Linked DNA regions of Zea mays: region 1 is linked to region 2. A link is a contact called in public Hi-C data. All regions are on one chromosome and are shown on one strand. Each heading gives the region's core, a stretch centred on a gene start, on an enhancer-like site or on the middle of the called end of the contact. The rest is flanking DNA. Distances are from core to core; before and after follow the strand shown. Region 1 holds the start of LOC100191644. Region 2 holds the start of LOC100277474 (putative RING zinc finger domain superfamily protein).

Evidence for each region. Hi-C and Micro-C count contacts between places; a contact is called where the count stands out from the background.
Region 1: a Hi-C map of ear shows a contact between it and region 2, with 2.1 times the contacts expected there. The contact joins the promoter of LOC100191644 here to the promoter of LOC100277474 in region 2. A contact is called at or near these places in 3 of 25 Hi-C or Micro-C datasets (ear, endosperm and tassel).

The regions. Positions count from the first base shown.
Region 1 is chr4:235,628,681-235,631,380 of Zm-B73-REFERENCE-NAM-5.0, forward strand. It overlaps LOC100191644, which reads left to right and starts at 1,447. Exons shown (of 10, transcript NM_001137073.1): 1 at 1,447-2,045; 2 at 2,650-2,700. The coding sequence starts at 1,548.
Region 2 is chr4:235,451,861-235,454,560 of Zm-B73-REFERENCE-NAM-5.0, forward strand. LOC100277474 (putative RING zinc finger domain superfamily protein) reads left to right here and starts at 1,297. Exons shown (of 8, transcript NM_001407258.1): 1 at 1,297-1,693. The coding sequence starts at 1,484.

The sequences.
Region 1 (2,700 bases), core at 197-2,696, 180 kb after region 2:
TCAATTTGACGACCACAGATTGGCTGCGTCCATAAACTCTGTACTCTGTAGCAATCTCACAGCACGACTCTCCCGGGAGTGATTGGCACGATATAAGGGGTTAGCTAATTCATGGTGAACAAAATATCGTATAATATTATCAAATTTAAACACTCGACATGAAATAAATTTTTAGTTTTTTAGTAAATTATTCAGTTTCATGAGTCTATTTTCTAGCTAATTAATATATTAAACTAAAGTTATGGTATATTAACAATACCAAAATAATAAAGACGATATAATAATGAATGTCTGGTTGATGAGATTCAACTTTTATATAATGACTCTAGTATTTATGAGATGGCTAACAAAATTTTAAGAGAATTCAAAAAAAAATCAAGTAACCTTGAAGATCCATGAAAATTTGTTAACTAGCACAGGTACATATCAAATTCGTCGTGTACACGATGACAACTTTAGTTGAAATTTGTAAATTTTATTATTAGCGACAGATTTGATATTTTACAGAGCACGTCGACTTTTTTTAATAAATTATTTTATTTTAATCAACGAAAAACTATAATTCATACATCATCTATCCCCCCTATATACACACACATGCACACACGAGAGGGTTAGGGGGCCAAACATTTTAGTTCTCTTCCTGTTTTAAAATAATTGATTTAGATTATAAGATATTTGGTTTTTATAGATAGTTCTATTTCCGTTCAAAAAAGAGTTGATGATTTTTTTTAAAGTTTAGATAGTTTATTTATTATAAAATATTAGCAACATTTACTCCCTCCCATCTCCGCTCTAGTGCTCTAATACCATAGGAGGTAAGCGAAAATTAGCCGTCCCGTTTGGATTGCTAACGGACACACATTTGGAGGTAAGTGCCCATATGAACACAGAGTCTCTGTAAACATAAGATCAGTTTCCATAATTATATTATTTATCGAAATTTGGTCATAAATATCCAGAATAACAAATGACATGCATGTAAAACATATTTTCCTTGAACTAAAAAATATCCAGAATTTAGACACACATGCACACCCAAGAATGCAGGTGGCGTGGTGAGGAGGAGATGCAGCCGCAGGCAGTCAAAGACAGACTGTTGCTGCTGTAATGCAGATTCCTGAGATCAAAGAGGGATCGCCGTCCTAAATTTAGACACAGGAGATCCGGGAGAGGCGTGGACTGCCTGCGCCAAGACCAAGTGGATGGGAACAAGGCCGTGACGTGCCTCTCCTCCACTCCACGCCTCTGACCGATTCTCTCTCGCCAACTACCCTCTCAAAACGGCTTCACTCTCCCCTTTTTATTTCCCATCGTTTCCCTTGCCCCCCGCCGTATCTGCAGTTCTCGACCTCTCCTCCTACCTCCTCTTCACTCCCCCCCCCCCCCCCCCCCCCCCCCCCCCCCCCTCCCTCCCTCTTGCATCACTATCACCACCAACAACAAGGCTAACGCACACCAATCCAACAAGGAGAACAAAAAACAATTAATCGTGTTTTGAGCTTTTGATATCATCTCGTTCCAGTTAAGTGCGTGAAGAGGCAATAATGGTGGCAGTGGAGGTTGTGCCGGCGTCCGCGGAGTCCCCGATTCCGATCGAGGCTAAGGCCGCGGTGACGTCGGAGGCGGAGGCGGAGGCCGAGGGCGAAGTGGAGGCGGAGATGAAGGGTGATGCGGCAGCTACGGCGGGAGAAACGGAGGAGGAGGAGGAGGAGGAGGAGAAGGTGTACAAGAGCGACCTGAAGAAGCTGGAGAACCTCATGTCCAAGCTTAACCCCTGCGCGCAGGAGTTCGTGCCGTCGTCGCGCCGCACGGCCCCAGCCGCCGTGGCGGCGGCGAAGCCGGCGGGAGGAAGGGTGCTCTCAGCCGACGCGCCCGTGTTCGTGTCCGCCGCCGAGTACTACGGCGCTGCCGGCGGGCACCTGGAGATAGGCGGCGGCGGCGGCGGCGGCAAAGTCGTCGTTGGCGGCGGGGGCAGGGACTCCAGCAGCGACGGATCCAGCAACGGCGGCGGCGGCGGCAGTCGCCACCAACCGAATCGCCGGGTCTGTGAGCTGTTAATTTTGCGTCTTTTACGGCTCTATCTAACACGTCTCGATTTGGGAGGTTTTGGTATTTGTCTGACCTTTCCCTCCTTCCTGTGATCGCTGGAAGATTTGGGTTGATCACTTCCTTCTTTCTTCTTCCTTTTCCTGTCGCTTTTCCCCCCCTCTTGTTTTATCTCTTGAAAAATCAAGTCTCCGAGCAGCGAGGGAGGGTTTATAATTTCGTTCTGTTTTTATGATTCTCCTCTAAATCATTTGCGGAATCATCTTATATATTACAAATATGATACAAAGAACCCCTCCCTTTATAAGGGAGAGAGTCGACGGCTCCATCTTGTTTGTTTCTTAAGAAACAATTTGATGGGTGCAAACCTGCTAACCAGATATCGACGAATGGTCGGTGCTAGTGGTACTACGGCAATTGCCAAGAACTTGATACGTGGATCCATGTGATAGCGATGGGCACTGTGCTTGATGCCAACTATTCGTCTCCGTGGGCCTCCCGTTTAGCTCTTTCACAACTTCCAGAACAAAAAAAATGTGTTCATTTAATAATTCTGGTGGTACGACGACAAATTGACTTTGCCCTCGTGATTGGCATCAGAGGAGGAACAGCTTCAACCACGGGAGGCGGAGGGGGGCCGGAGGCCGGCCC
Region 2 (2,700 bases), core at 47-2,546:
TTAAGTCGGTTCCTTTTTCCGCGATTGAGCCGAAGCTCCCTTGCGCGTAGCTTCGGAGCAACGACAACCTTCGTCATGATCATGCTCTTCTCATCGTGTATGCTTTTAACCTGAGTCCGAAGGTACCTGTCCATAAGCCATGTTTGGAAGACATTGTTAAATTATGTTTTTGAGGACTTTCGGAGGACGAATGCCCCAACAGTAAGCTAATAACATCATCAAAAAGTTGTCATTGGCCTTTTAGGATTAAATGCTCTACAACAGCTTTTCAGAAAAGCTCTAAAAGCTATAACTCAAACAAACAAGATCTTAGTCTAGGATATTATTTGGGACTGCTTCACTTAGCGAAAACGAACTCGGCTTCACAAACCACTAGCCAAACAGTACCAACTTTAAAATTTTCGCTTCACCAAAAATGTGAAGTTACCCCTAACTTCACCAAAAATCATGAATTAGCTAAAGGGATTCACGAATGAGTAATTTTAACTCCCTCTTGAAGTTGGGGTAAAATTGTCCATCTTTGTCATCGATTACACACCTGCAAGAAACGAACCATTATTTTTTCTGTTCCCTAGCTACCGTCGTCGTCTTGTTGTCCGGCCGAGCCGCGCCATGGCGACGAGTCTCGAACAGTGCCGACCGACCGGTGGTGCCACAACGTGGTATAGTGACGGTCACCGTCGTCGCGTCAGAGAGGGTCGATGCGAGCCCCTCGAACTCGCGGTAGAGGTGGAGGAATACGCTGAGCGGCTTGAAGCCGAGGCGGTTCATGGCCCATAGCTGTGGCCATGCTAGCCGCGTGCCCGCCTGCGAAATTCCGCTACTTTAAAGCTAAGCTACTCTACTTTAAAACTTACAACGCTCAGCTGATTTTTGTGAAGTAGAGCGATGCCAATTGCCAAACAACGCCTGAGTAAGTAATAGCACGTTAGAAAAGCAATCTATTGTTGCACCACAAGTCCACATGTTTAGTTGCACCACAAGTTTACGCTCGTTTGTTGCCTGGCTTGAACAGTGGCCGGAGCCCACAATGTTTGTGGTCTAGCCGGAGAGAGAAGGGAAGCCGCGCCGCACTCTCTCTCGCAGTCGCAGCACAGCGGCAGTGCAGGTGTGCAGCCGCAGGGCAGAAGCTGCTGCCTGCCCCTGCTGCGTCCGTCGCGTGCAGCTGCAGCTGCAGCGTGCGGCCCCGGCCCGTCCCGTCCGCATTGCCTGCCTTTGCCTTTCTCTGCTTCGTTTCCTCCCCAACAAGTCCCCACCCGTCCCGCACCGAGGGAAAAAAAACTTTTTTAAAAAAAAATCACTCCCACGTCGCCTCGCCCGCTGCGACAGCGCATACGCCACCCTCCCGTTGCGTACACCGTATGTATCTACGGTGACTCGGGGGGCACGCAGACGCAGTGGGGACTGGGGAGAGCGAGAGCGACCGACCGACCGAGCAAGGGTTTCGTCTCCGGCGGCTGCAGCGGAGACGGATCTGGGAGGGATGGGGAACCGGATAGGCGGGAGGCGGAAGCCGGGTGTGGAGGAGCGGTTCACGCGGCCGCAGGGGCTCTACGAGCACAAGGATATCGACCAGAAGAAGCTGCGCAAGCTGATCCTCGAGGCCAAGCTCGCGCCCTGCTACCCGGGCGCCGACGACGCCGCGGCCGGTGGAGGGGACCTCGACCTTGAGGAGTGTCCCATCTGCTTCCTGGTAAACACGCGCGGGGAGATCTCCCCCTTCTCTCTCATTCTCTCCCGCACCCCGCCCCCCCCCCCCCCCCCCCCCCCCCCCCCCGCGGGCGAATTGCGGCTGCGTGCGCCCGACCACGGGCGACCTGGACGGAGGAGGGAGCTTCGGCGCGGGATTACTGGGTCGATTGGCGGTTGATTCTGTTGGATTTCCGCGTGCCACTGCCATTGCCACGATTCTGTTACTGGGTGGGGAGGTCGATGAGCGTGCGTGCACGTGGTTCTAAATGCTGTTCTGGAACCTCCTAGGACCAGGGGTTTCAGTACACTTAGCCACGTTTCTAGCCTAATAGCACAATTTGTCGACTAGTTCTGCAAAGTGCAGTCACGGCGGCGTCGTATTCTTGTTCTGTGCGCATGCGTCGTTATCTTGTGCTCGGCTTCGGTGTGTGTGTGCATTGTTGTTAGGGATATTCTAGGGGCTGTGTTTCCACAAGGTCGTCTGAGGACCAGCCGAGGTTTAGTACATTTCCATCTTTTCAATGGCTCGACTGTTTTTGCCTGATACCCCAGAGTTGCCAACAAGTAGTACAAAGTGCAGTGAAGGTGGCATCATTTTTTGGTTCTGTATATATGTCTGCGATGGTATCTGCTGCTCATGCTCTAACTAGGACATCATACTGCATATGTACATTGTGCAAAATGCGCTACCATGTTGTCCTAAAAGATTGTTATTACACCACATTTTATGCTTTGGCCATGTTGTTTGGATAATTTTCTTGGATGGCTAACTGCTGTGCTATGAGGTTGAGTGCCAATGTCCCATTGATTTTAATTCCTGGAGCAACATGGCTTAAGACTATTCTACAATTTTATACTCCTACCTGATGGTAATGTAGTAACAGGCTTGCATTTCTTGAAATGGGCAGTGGTACTTCTAGATGCTCCTGGGATGGGTGTATTATACGAGTCTTGCAAGAAACTGCTCTGGTTCCATACCTAATAATTATCTCTGTACCAATGTATTGG